3 separate regions of the Pan troglodytes genome follow, and regions 2 and 3 are each linked to region 1. A link is a contact called in public Hi-C and HiChIP or PLAC-seq data. All regions are on one chromosome and are shown on one strand. Each heading gives the region's core, a stretch centred on a gene start, on an enhancer-like site or on the middle of the called end of the contact. The rest is flanking DNA. Distances are from core to core; before and after follow the strand shown.

Evidence for each region. Hi-C and Micro-C count contacts between places; a contact is called where the count stands out from the background. HiChIP or PLAC-seq counts read pairs in DNA pulled down with a chosen protein or histone mark.
Region 2: a contact with region 1 is called in a Hi-C map of stem cell-derived neural progenitor cells, with 5 times the contacts expected there. The contact joins the enhancer-like site here to the promoter of RRAGC in region 1. A contact is called at or near these places in 1 of 7 Hi-C or Micro-C datasets (stem cell-derived neural progenitor cells) and 1 of 1 datasets of contacts at active chromatin or transcription factors (stem cell-derived excitatory neurons).
Region 3: a contact with region 1 is called in an H3K4me3 HiChIP or PLAC-seq map of stem cell-derived excitatory neurons, with 5 times the contacts expected there. The contact joins the promoter of AKIRIN1 here to the promoter of RRAGC in region 1. A contact is called at or near these places in 1 of 7 Hi-C or Micro-C datasets (stem cell-derived neural progenitor cells) and 1 of 1 datasets of contacts at active chromatin or transcription factors (stem cell-derived excitatory neurons).

The regions. Positions count from the first base shown.
Region 1 is chr1:192,130,963-192,135,152 of NHGRI_mPanTro3-v2.0_pri, reverse strand. RRAGC (Ras related GTP binding C) reads right to left here and starts at 2,099. Exons shown (of 7, transcript XM_513334.7): 1 at 1,736-2,099. The coding sequence starts at 1,972.
Region 2 is chr1:191,890,286-191,894,475 of NHGRI_mPanTro3-v2.0_pri, reverse strand. No RefSeq gene overlaps it. Among named protein-coding and RNA genes, the nearest start is that of MACF1, 25 kb to the right of the region's middle. Within about 2 kb of position 2,300, at least 10 of the 24 cell types and tissues checked have an H3K27ac peak or open chromatin away from gene starts, as enhancers often do. A contact at or near this core is called in stem cell-derived neural progenitor cells, where this site is marked.
Region 3 is chr1:191,993,152-191,997,341 of NHGRI_mPanTro3-v2.0_pri, reverse strand. AKIRIN1 (akirin 1) reads left to right here and starts at 2,508. Exons shown (of 5, transcript XM_513337.5): 1 at 2,508-2,961. The coding sequence starts at 2,742.

The DNA.
Region 1 (4,190 bases), core at 850-3,349:
GGCCCGGGTGCGGTGGCTCACGCCTTCAATCCCAGCACTTTAGGTGGCCGAGGCGGGCGGATCACTTGAGGTCAGGAGTTCGAGACCAGCCTGACCAATATGGTGAAACCCCATCCCCACTAAAAATACCAAAATTAGTCGGGCGTGGTGGTGCACGCCTGTAGTCCCAGCTACTTGGGAAGCTGAGGCAGGAGAATCACTTGAACCCAGGAGGTGGAGGCTGCAGTGAGTGAAGATCACACCACTGCCCTCCAGTCTGGGCGATGAGCAAGACTCCATTAACAAAAAAAAAAAAAAAAAAAGGATCACAATAATCACAACCTACACAGTTCTAACATAAAACTACTTTGCCTCTTACTTTCTAGAAGAGAAAAGTGAACAATTACTCTCAAGGTTTTCTCAGTAACAAATGTGAATAACTGAAATTAGTTTACTAAAAACCTACACTCAACGTACCCAAGTTTTGCTGTAGAGGTGAAAATCAAGGTAAATAAAACACAGTACTCCAGCAAATCTGGAAGAACGCTGCTTTTTAAAAAGATCCCATCTACAAAATATCACAGATCCAGAAAGAAAAAAAAAATCAAGATTTATTTTGGATAGGCCTTTGCAACAGAGTGGAGAGGTGAAAAGACCAGGTGCCTGCTGATACTAGTTTTATTACCAGCTCACTCCGCGTATAATGGGTTTGGCTGATGGAGGAAGTCAACCTTGCCTCTATTTAACCCTTACTAAACAGTGTAGGCCAGCGTGGTGACTCACGCCTGTAATCCCAGCACTTTGGGAGGCCCAGGCGGACGATCACTTAAGGTCAGCAGTTCGAGATGACCCTGGCCAACATGGTGAAACCCCGTCTCTACTAAAAATACAATAATTAGCCGGGCGTGGTGGCGCGCGCCTGTAATCCCAGCTATTCGGGAGGCTGAGGCGGGAGAATTGCTTGAACCAGGGAGGTGGAGGTTGCAGTGAGCCGAGATTGCACCACTGCATTCTCCAGCCTGGGTGACAGAGCGAGAGACTCCGTCTCAAAAACATAAACAAACAAACGTGTACAGCCCTCCATTTGTTCATGAAGGCCCAAAAGTGAAAACAAACAGACTAGGTCTGCAAAATATTCTCAAAGTCTCAGATTTTTAAAAACACACCCCTACAGGGGGAACAGCACCAGTAATTACATTCACCAGGCCACAACTACTGAAATGGGTGCAATCTCACTACCCAATTCCCAGTAATGCTACAGCGAAGTCTCCTTCACATCAGTAGCGAGAATTACAACGCCCAGTGTCTTAGTCACAACTCTTCCTGACGCTGCTCCCTGGGGCTCTGCTGGGAATCCCGACACACTCAGGTCACCTGAAGTGAGAACAAATCAAAACGGGCCAGGGGAGGGAGTCAACGAAGTTCTCCAAGTGAGAACTGGAGAGTACGTCTCAGTTTCGTAAATGACACAGGAGCTGGGTCCCAGGGGGCGGAGGTCTTGGGCGGTGCCACCGGGCACCTGCCTCCCTGCAACCAGTTTCGCCTTCAGCGCTCCACTTGGCCTCAGCTGACTTGGGCGTGGACACAGAGGTCGGGGTCCCCGCGCGGGCCGCGCCTGTGCGCTCGCAAGAGTGGAAGAGAAAGTGCGGAGGGACGGAGCGCAGGCGGGCCCCGGCCGCCGCCCTCCCGGGCGTCCCCGCTACCGGCCACCTGAGCCCCGGGGAGGGGGCGGGGGACCGGGCGCAGCCCTGCTCACCTTCTGGATGGAGGACTTGCCGCTGCGCCGGAGTCCCATGAGCAGAATCCTCGGCTTGGAGCTGTCAGCGCCCCCCGGACCACAGCCACCGCCTGCCCCTGCCCCAACCCCGCCGCCCGCCGCCGCCGCCTCCTCTTCCTCCTCCTCCACGCCGTAGCCGAAGTCCTTTGGAAACGAATCGGCCGCGCCGTAACTGCCGGCGAGGGGCGTCTCCTCCGCCCCGTACTGCAGGGACATGGTGCTGGAGCCGCCGCCGCCCGCGCCCTGACAGGCCAGGCCAGGCCGAGCCAGGCCGCCGCCTCCCCAGTCCGCCTCCGCCGCCGCCGCCACCACCGCCACCGCCCCCGGCAGCCGCCACAGTCCGGCCCGCCCCCCAGAGCCCGGCTCTCATAGGCCCCGAGCCGAAGCCCAGCCGTTTATTGGCCGCCCGAGCTGCTACTCGAGAGCAGCAGGGTAGGTGGTGTCCCGTCACGTGCCGGAATCACCTGACTCAGAGCCGCGGAGGGGGGAGGAGGAGTCACGAGGAGGGCGGCCCGGCCGCGCCTCTAGCCCGGGCTCGGGCCCTCAGCCCTCCGCCCCGGCCCGCATACAACGCTGTCTGCACCGCTCCCCTGCCTTCTTCCGGGCTCCCAGAGCACCGCTATGGAGATGCTCTCCCGGCATTTGAGGAAGAATTGATTGTCCTCATCCTGCAACTGTACTTGCCCAACCGATATTTATTGATGCCTGCAGTGTCCTGGGTGCCTACCAAGGGGCACAGAACTGGATCCGACTCAGACCCTGCCTGCCTTCAGGTTGCTTGAAGATGAACAGAGAGATCGGACCTCTGCGTAAGTAACCTCGCTACGAAATATTATGTGGGAAGGTCACGGATAAATAATGCTCGGGAGTTGAATGAGAAAGCGTCTGAGCAGATCTAGGTGGATGGATAGATTGGGATGTGCAAAGGTATGGGGGAGCCAGCCACACTGAGGGCAAACCTCAACCAAGGCAGAGTCATGGGTCACCGTGATAGTTTGTTCTAGCAGGTAGCTGGACTCTGATGGGAAAGCAGATGCAGCCAAGCTAGAACATCTTATCTTCTTTCTTCAGTAAGTCGCCGATAGTGGATACTGCTGCCACTTCAAACCCAACGGGACTCAATTTGCCCTCCTTCCCGCCTTGTCAAAGTCTACTCTAGGAATTCCATCCCCCATAGAACACTGCCTCTTCTATGACCTCGTTCAGATTAGAGACCAAAGTATTGAATAATGAAAGCAAACAAAAGCAAATGCTTGTCACCAAATATGTCCGAGAAATCTAGAGGAATTTTTATCTTTGACAATCAGGCTCTAGAACTGGAAGTTTGAGAAGAGGATCCTCTTAAAAGCACAGCCCTATACACTTTTTAAAGTACAGGAGTGGGGGTGCTCCCAGCCCTCCAAGGAGACTGACTTCTTGATTATGAAGGAAAAATTCGCACATGCGGGCAGGTCTGGGACTTTGGTTTTGTCTGAACCCAGAAGTTAGAGGTAGGATACACCCTTAGAGGTCATCTAGCCCAACCTCTCACCTAAAACGAACCAACTCTATAGTGTCTAATAGACGTGCAGAATGCACTTAAATAGTTCGAAGGTAAAAGAGCTCACCATCTCGAAAGGCAGCCAACTCCACTGTGGTAAACCTTTGTTTAAAAATTGTTAAATCCGGCCGCGCGGTGGCTCACGCTTGTAATCCCAGCACTTTGGGAGGCGGAGGCGGGCGGATCATGAGGTCAGGAGATCGAGACCATCCTGGCTAACATGGTGAAACCCCATCTCTACTTAAAAAAATACAAAAAATTAGCCGGGCGTGGTGGCGGGCGCCTGTAGTCCCAGCTACTCGGGAGGCTGAGGCAGGAGAATGGCTTGAACCCAGGAGGCGGAGCTTGCAGTGAGCCGAGATCGCGCCACCGCACTCCAGCCTTGGCGACAGAGCGAGAATCCGTCTCAAAAAAAAAAAAAAAAAAAAGTCTTAAAACCAAACCACACTCCCTGAAGCCTATAATAGAATAAAATAGGAATAGTCTTCATCTTTTTCATGACAGCCCTTCAAATACCAGATTGCAGTATTCATTACCCACTAAGTCTTCTCTGTTCCTTGCTGAACATCCTCAGTTTCAACCATTCCTATCGTGCTGTTCAATACAACTGATATACATGATAGACATGTTCTTTATCTGCACTGTCAAACATGTAGCCGCTAGTCCTATGAGGAATAAGCACTTGAATTGTTGCTAGTGTAACTGAGGAATTTTTTTTTTTTTTTTTTTTTTTTTTTTTTTTTTTTGAGACGGAGTCTCGCTCTGTCGCCAGGCTGGAGTGCAGTGGCGCGATCTCAGCTCACTGCAACCTCTGCCTCCCGGGTTCAAGCGATTCTCCTGCCTCAGCCTCCTGAGTAGCTGGGACTACAGGTGCCCACCACCACGCCCGGCTAA
Region 2 (4,190 bases), core at 1,051-3,550, 240 kb after region 1:
CTGTGGTCTAAGGAAAAGAACCCTTGGCGAGTCATAGGACCTAGATTCTTTGCCTTGGCTTCAGACAGTAGAGAGCAGTGGTTAAAGCATGAGATTTGGAGACAGGCTTGGATGAGAACCCCAGCTCCAACACTAGTTTGCTTTGTGGGCTTCAGCAAGTCATTTAACCTCTTGAAGTCTCTGTTTCCTTATTTGTAAAATGAGAATAATAAAGGTAACTACTGTACAGGGTTTTTGGGAAGACTTAATGAGATAATATACGCAAAACGCCCAGGACATTGCCTAGCACTTAGTAGGAGTTTAGTAAATGGTGGTTGCTTGCCCTTAATATGAAACAGTGCCTGCAAACACAGAAACTTAGCAAGTTTCAGTGGGTGGAAAACATCCCTTCCCATCTCTATCATCCCTGCTCCAGTTGACAGCCTCATTACCTTTGGCTGGGACTAGTACAGTAGCCTCCTAGCGTAACCATCCACACCCATCTGGTACCTGTCCTTGGGTTACTTTTGCTGTTACTTTGACACCTTTCTTGGCTGCTTATAATAATTAAATTTAGGTCAAATTTCTTTCCCTCCCTTCCTTCCTTCCTTCCTTCCTTCCTTCCTTCCTTCCTTCCTTCCTTCCTTCCTTCCTTCCTCTCTTTCTTGATGGAATTTTCACTCTTGTTGCCCAGGCTGGAGTGCAATGGCACAATCTCGGCTCATCACAACATTCGCCTCCCGGGTTCAAGTGATTCTCCTGCCTCAGCCTCCTGACTAGCTGGGATTACAGGCATGCGCCACAACGCCTGGCTAATTTTTTTGTATTTTTAGTAGAGACAGGGTTTCTCCATGTTGGTCAGGCTGATCTCGAACTCCCGACCTCAGGTGATCCGCCAGCCTCGGCCTTCCAAAGTGCTGGGATTACAGGTGTGAGCCACCATGCCCAGCCAATTTAAGCCAAATTCCTTAGCTCAAGGGCCTTTGTAAATTGCTCCAACACATTTTTTTTTTTCTCGCAATCATTATGGTGAAAAAGAACAGAATGTGAATCTGAAGACAGGGGTCCAGTCCTGGGACCATCCGCTTTCTCCCTACATGACTTTGAGTATATCATCTCAGTTCTACATCTATACATTAGAGATCATAATGCTGCCTCATGGGATGCATCCATCTTTCCTGCTGGGCTGTGAGCCCATGGTCAACAGGCAGGGATGAAATGCATCTTGCTCACACTGTATCTTCAGTACCCTGCATGGGGCCTGACACCGGGTAGATGTTCAGCACGTATTTGTTGAATGAATGAATGAATGAATGAATGAATGAACAGGGTTGTGAGGACTGGATTTGGCATGATCCAGGTAAAGCGCCTTGCACAGTCACCAGGAGACACGCCCATATGGTAGCTGTTGCTACGCAGGTTACTAAGTGGAATGACTTTAGACACATTACTTCTCTGGAAACATTCACGTATCTGTCCTAGGAGAGGATAGAAGGGACTCCTGCCTCGTTTTGTGCATCATTAGGTCGTGTGTGCAGAAGGAGCTCAATAAATGCTTCCTCGGTGGATAAAGCATCTCCCAAGGCTCCACTTGGGGCTAGCGCTGTCTAAAGAGACTGAGTTCCCTCGTTGGGGCCTGGTTCTTTTCTGCTCTTTACCCTGCGGGGAAGATGAGGCCTTCTTTGGGTCCCTCCTTCATTCAGTTCCAGAAGCCCAGCAGATAGGTGGGCCTATAGGACCCGCAGGATCTGCAGGACGCTCTCCGAGAGCTGGAGCAAGAGCGCCAAGGGCGGGGACGGAATGTGGGTTTAAGGGAAACGGGCGAAAGAGGGGTGGGCATGGAAAAGGGTGGTTTGAGAACCAGGGGCCGGGAAGGACAGCCCGGCAGCCTGAGAGAGCGACTGGGGGGCGGTGAGGAGCTCCAAGGGGGCGGGTCGGCTGAGCTGGCCCAGGGTCAGCTAGCGGCCGCGGGGCCGGGGCGGAGAGGTCGCGGAGCAGAGGGCGGAGAATTTGGGGGTGTGGTTGGCCTGCGGGGGACACCGGAGGCCACTAGGGAGGAGCTGCAGAGGGGAGGGACCGAGGGAGGGCCTGGGGGCGGCCAGAGGACGCGGGGTCAGTGAGGAGGGGGCGCCGGGCGACGGACTGGCAGGGGCGCGCGGGGCGGGCGGAAGCGCAGGGGTGGGGTGCAGGGCGGGGGGAGCGCGCATCGGGGGGCGGGGGGCGGCGTCGGCGCTGGGAGTGGGGGAGCGGGTTGGGCGGCTGCGCCGGTTCTGCTTCAGCCGCTGCCGCTAGGGCGCGGGGGGCGGGGGGCTCGGCGCCGCGAGCTCGGCCATTGTGGGAGCCGCTCCCCTCGGCTCCGCCACGCTCCCCTCGACTGCGCTCCAGCCTGGGGCGCGCCCGGCCGCCGCCGCCTTCGCTGCCGCCACGGGCCCGTCTTCTTCCTCCTTCGGCTCCCAGGGTAAGGCGCGGGGCGCGGGGTTGGATGCAGGCGCCCTGCCCGCTGCGCGGGATGCGCAGCGGCGGCTGGGGAGCGGTGATTGATCGCCCCCGGCGGCCGCGCCCCAGCTCCCGGCAGCCGGCGGCCGCGGACAGGCGGCTTGACAGGCGCGGGCACAGCGGCAGTGCGGGCCTCGCACCTGCAGCCCCCGCGGCCGGCGCCGGGGAGCGGCGAAGACGCGGAGATGGGGTTTCCCCTCTGCGGGCGCTGCCAGGGTGGAAGGGAGGCGTGTTCCCCGGGAAAATGGGACACGGAGCCCTGCAGGGGCCGGGCGCCGGACCTTAGGGAGCGGGCAGGGCTGGGCGGGGAAGGTCGCTTCCCGGCCCCAGGGCTCGGCCGCTGGCCCCAGCGCCCTGTCGGTCCTCGGTCGCGCGTCCCCGCTCTTTGTCAGCCACGCTTGGCGGGCGCGCGGACCCACCCGCGCCGCCCCAGGCTCGCGGGCGCGCCCCTCCTCCACCGTGGGGAAACGGGTGGGGGCCAGGTGGGGAGGGTTGCAGGGGGTGAGAGCACCTGGTGAGGTGCCTGTCGCCGACCGGCCTGCGGCCTAGGGGGGTGGGCTGGGGCTTGGGCGGGCACTCCTGTGAATCTCGGGGATTGATGGAATGACCCAGGTGGCCGAGGGTCGGGCGGGAGCCCGGAGGTCAAACAAGTGTTTGTGAGGGGCCGGAGATTGACGGGGTAGAGCCCAGAAGGGACGCTTTCTCCGGGAGGAGGCCTTGGGAGAGCCGGCCTTTGTAGTGAAATGGGCGTCTTGGAGAGGAATGGGCGGTTCTGGGATGAAGCAGGTGGTCTGAGAGGAGGGGCATTTTTCCTGCCCCCGAGCTGAGGGTAGGGATGGAAGCTTGGCCTAAGTTTCCCAGAGGTTGAGGCTGTCACTTCAGCACCTGCCCTGGCACTAGAAGGTAATGGGAGGAGGGGTAAGTGCTAAGATAAAGGGCAAAGCTGTGCCAGGACCTGGGTCCTTTCCTTTCTGCTTCCTGTGGCTAGATCCCTTCTAGATGTTCTTTGGGAAGAGGGATCACATGCTGCTGGCACAAGGGGTGCCCTGGCAGGGAGGCTCTGCTGCCCGAGGCTGCCTACAGGCCTCCTACACCATTTTTATGTTTCTTTTGTTATCTCTTTGAATTCTGGGCCTATGGTGGGGATCTGCCAATGACCCCGGAGGCTGTCTCTGCCCCTTGCTGCCTCTAGGCTCAGATTCAAGAATTCTGGAGGAGCTGTGGCCACAGACCCATTGTGTCCAGCCATGTAGGCTATCTCGCTGTCTCTACACAGCCCTGTGAGCAGGTATTCCCTATAAGGGAAAATCAACAGCTCTTGCCCTCCCTGGACCCTACAGCCAAAGTCAGAGCTGGGTACCCAGGTTGGCTTTGCGGCCTGTAGGAAGGCTGGTAGCTGAAGGCACATACCATTTGCGCTCTGATGGAGCCCTTGGAGTGGTGGGCCATGTGTAGCAGATGGTTCTGGGAAGTGAGCTTGACCTGGCTGAGGGAAGGCTGCCCAGTCTGGCTGGTGGAGCCCAGCTGGCCTTAGAGCAATTGTATTTTCACTCAACTCTCTCCACTAGCTAAACTGACCAGAAAAAATGGACTTTCTGTCCCATCCCCCCACCCCATCCTCATGCTGTGCCACTTATTCCCACAACAGCCCTTGGAATAAGCAAATGAACATTTAATCTAATGCCTGCTGGGTGCCATGCATGGCATCAACCAGT
Region 3 (4,190 bases), core at 1,259-3,758, 140 kb after region 1:
TCGTCTCAAAAAAAAAAAAAAAGCTGTAGTCCTAACTACTTGGGAGGCTAAGCCCAGGAGTTTTCAGGGCTGCAGTGAGCTATGATTGCACCACTACACTCCAGCCTGGATGACAGAGTAAGACCCTGTCTGTAAAAGAGAAAAAAAAAGTGCTATTTAGAATGACTACCCAAGGGGGCATACTTTTCAAACCTTCTAAGCTCTAACTTTGGACCTGTTTACACCATAAGAAGGCAATTTACTTGGCCCACATTAGACAAGCCCCTTAAAACGTAACCATCACTGGGCCGGACACAGTGGCTCACGCCTGTAATCCCAGCACTTTGGGAGGCCGAGGAGGGCGGATTACTTGAGGTCAGGAGTTTGAGATTAGGAGTTCGAGAAACCCCGTCTCTAGTAAAAATACAAAAATTAGCCAGGCATGGTGGCACACGCCTGTAGTCCCAGCTACTGGGGAGGCTGAGGCAGAAAAATTGCTTGAACCCGGGAGGCGGAGGTTGCAGTCAGCTGAAATTAAGCCACTGCACTTCAGCCTGGACAACAGAGCAAAACTCTTTCTCAAAACAAACAAACAAAAAAACCATCACTAGATTGCTTTTTATGTCCTTGGCTTTCATTAGACATAACAAAAAGTATCCATGTGAATTTTGCTTTAGCATTTATTGTTAAAATCTTCCTGATTACTTTATTAAATCATTCACTGTTTCCTAATAAAATCACATGAGAAACTACCTTTAGAATTTGGTTATACAGGGAAAAAAAATCTATGATGTCTCCTATGATTAATTCATTCCTTTCAGATGACAAAATCTATTCAATATGTACTGTGTTTTCATTTTTACCCTAGCATCCAGGAAGCTCAGAACTACATTTCTTTCTTTTTTTTTTTTTGAGACAGGGTCTCACTCTGTCTCCCAGGCTGGAGTACAGTGGCACAATCTCAAGGTGGCGAGTCCAAGCAATTCTCCCACCTCAAACTCTCCAGTGGCTGGGATTACAAGTGTGCATCACCACGCCTGGCTAGTTTTCGTATTTTTAGTAGAGACAGCGTTTTACCATGTTGGCCAAGCTGGTCTTGAACTCCTAGCTTCAAGTGATCCACCTGCCTCGGCCTCCAAAGTGCTGGGATTACAGGCGTGAGCCACCGCACCCAGCCGATAACTACATTTCAAATTCAGTTACAGTCTTGTTTAACCCCATGATAATTGTGATCTCCTTTTTCTCTGGCCCTAATTTTCTATTTCTAGTTTTCTAGCCTATTGTAAAGACCCTTTATGCTCTTATGGACAAGAGAGGAGATAAAATTAACATTTGGTATGCTGATTTTAGAATTATTTCTGCAATTTTACAAAGATAAATGCAAAGATACATGTCTTATGTTATGATATTTAAAGAATTTGTAGAGGTTACTCCGGGCATACTGCATGCCTATGGGGTAGCCCTGTTCCACAAGGAGCAGGAAAAAAAAAAAAAAGAATTTGTAGTAACTGAAGAGGATCCAGAGAAAAGCAATAGAAAAAGAACAATGAATGGGGACTGGGGTAGTATGCCCATATTCTCCAACTCAAATATTGTGGCACAATGATGTAGCATATGGGCTAATAGAAGTGAATATCTGTAATTCGGACTGTCCTGAAAAATCCTGGAGATATGTTGAAGACAAATCCCAGGAGTCATGGTCATTATTCAGTATATATGAGAAGGTACAGAAAGGCTTTATCCTTTCTTTGGATCAGATTCCTTTGATGATATGTTGAAAACACCGGAACTGCTCCCCAGAAAAATACAGACGCGCAGAGTTTCAGAAAGCAGAACCCCCCTGTTATCTATTTATTTTTCCACAATATCAAAAGCACTTTACAGCTGGTATTGCTGTAAAGAGTTCAGAAAGATGAGGAAGAACCTGAGCTGCCAAGTCAGATGGGAAGAATGGCAAATCAGCTACCAGCTGAAGTTCTTAACACTCTGAAGCCATTCTTAGACGGTTTAAGCCAGTGGGTGCTTTTGGTAGGTTCTCAACTTTTTAAAGTAACATATCCCTTTGATGAGCTGCTTAAGGTATGGGTCAGCTATCTCAAAAATACTCCCACAAACACCCCCACCCTCGCTCCCACCCCACAAATCTGCAAATAATTTCATGGGGTTCATGGACTTGCTAAAGCCCATCCTCCAGTACTCGCTTCTGTTTAAGTGCAGACTTCCCAGGGCTCAGCGGAATGCCCTTGATGACCTTTAACAATCACCCTTTTATCATGGGGACAAGAGCGGCCTAGAAGGAGGTTTTTGGAGTCACCGGACCCCCATGGCCCCTCACCAGGCCCCTTCAAGCTCTCCCCTCCCCCACGCCCGCGCAGCGCAGGTGCGAAAACCTTAGGGGCCACCCGGGCGCGACAGCCCCAAAGCGGGGGGGGATGGGACCCTGGGAGGGGCGGGGGTGGGGGTGGGGGCCTTCCCGGTGTTGCTTGGTGACCACGCTCTCCGCCCAGACCGTTCCATTTCTTCAGCAGGGGGCGCCCCGGGCCGGGCCGGCGCTGACCAGCCTCGCAGAGCCACCCTCTTCCGGCCTGCCCCCCTCTGCCGGGCGATGGTGTGCGCCCGTGACGTCACAGAAGGCGGGGCCAGCGCCGCTGCCGGGTGCTGGAGGCGCCATTGGAGCCGGCTTGGCTGGCGAGCCCGGCTGAGGAGTCTCTTGGGCCGCAGTTACCGCCGCGTCCGCTCCCGGTCCCTGGCCCCTCAGCGGCATGGCGTGCGGGGCGACGCTGAAGCGGCCCATGGAGTTCGAGGCGGCGCTGCTGAGCCCCGGCTCCCCGAAGCGGCGGCGCTGCGCCCCTCTGCCCGGCCCCACTCCGGGCCTCAGGCCCCCGGACGCCGAGCCGCCGCCGCCGTTTCAGACGCAGACCCCACCGCAGAGTCTGCAGCAGCCCGCCCCGCCCGGCAGCGAGCGGCGCCTTCCAACTCCGGGTAACCTGCCCTGCTCTGGGCTTGGCAGGAAGCCAGGCCCAGGCATTTTTGGGGGGGGGGGTGGGGGAGGGTTGGGAATACCAGGCCAGTTTACCCAGGGACCCCTTCTTTGCCTTGAGAAAAGGGAACTGGGATGCCGCTGGGCCTGGTTGCTTCCGGGGATGGGAGGCATCCGGGAGGGGTAATGGGGCCACAGGGTCGGTTTTAGGTTTTCCTGGGGGAGGAGAGCCTGGAGGGGTGGACACCAAGAGGAAGATGGGAATACCTCTGGCAGCTCCGGGCCCTCCCTGTCGCTGAAGCCCCTCCTTCCTCCGCTGGCCGGGTCTGCACCGAGCCACCCTGCAGATCCAGTGGGCCATGGAAAATTGGATTCTACTCACGAACCTGGCCTGGAGGGCGGGGGTGGGATGGGGGCGGGTTACCGGGAAGGGGCGCGAGTGCGTGCTGTTTAGCGCTGTAGGGAGACATGATTTCCAGAAGTCTTTAGGAACCCAGAGGCCGCCGCAAGAGTCACGGAATCCGATTTCAACCTGATCATTTCTAAGGGACTGGCCACGTTCTTTTATTATATGGCTATTGCCTCGTACCATATATGGCTTGAAATCGGTAGATCATTAGCTAGAATTTGAGAATCCTACGACATACGGAGGTTCTACAGAACTAAGAATGTAACTGTCCTTAACAGGGACTCTCCTTCAGTAAGGCGTTCCACTTTGTCCAAGGAAAAGGACTGGCGTTACAGTAGACACCTCATAGCGCAGGAGTAGAGGGGAGGGTGCTTCAGCATTAATATTCTGCGATTTTAAAGGACTTCCGGAAATGAGGGGGGCGTCTCAATAATGGATTTGGGCAAGTCGTTTCTTTGTGTGTTTTTCTATTCCTCAAGCTTAAGCAAAACCTTAGGCTCACCGTAAAATCATCCTTTCCACCCCTTTTCAGTAGCAGTGCCTTCAGGTTTCATTTCCTCCTTCCTCTGCATATCGATCCACAATGCAAATTGCAGGCCCTCATCCTCACACCAAGATTCCTACACCCAGCTAAAGCTGTCCCAGACTTCATATCCTTAACTCGAGTTCACCTTTTTAATCCTAGAATTCAAAGGACTTATGAACTGTGACCATATCTTACCTAGTCAGTCTCTTACACATTTTTTTCAAACTGTGCCTCTGCTCTTTCCCCCAGACCCACCGCTCTGTGCCCTTATCATGTTTTTCCCTTCTATTTGCTAA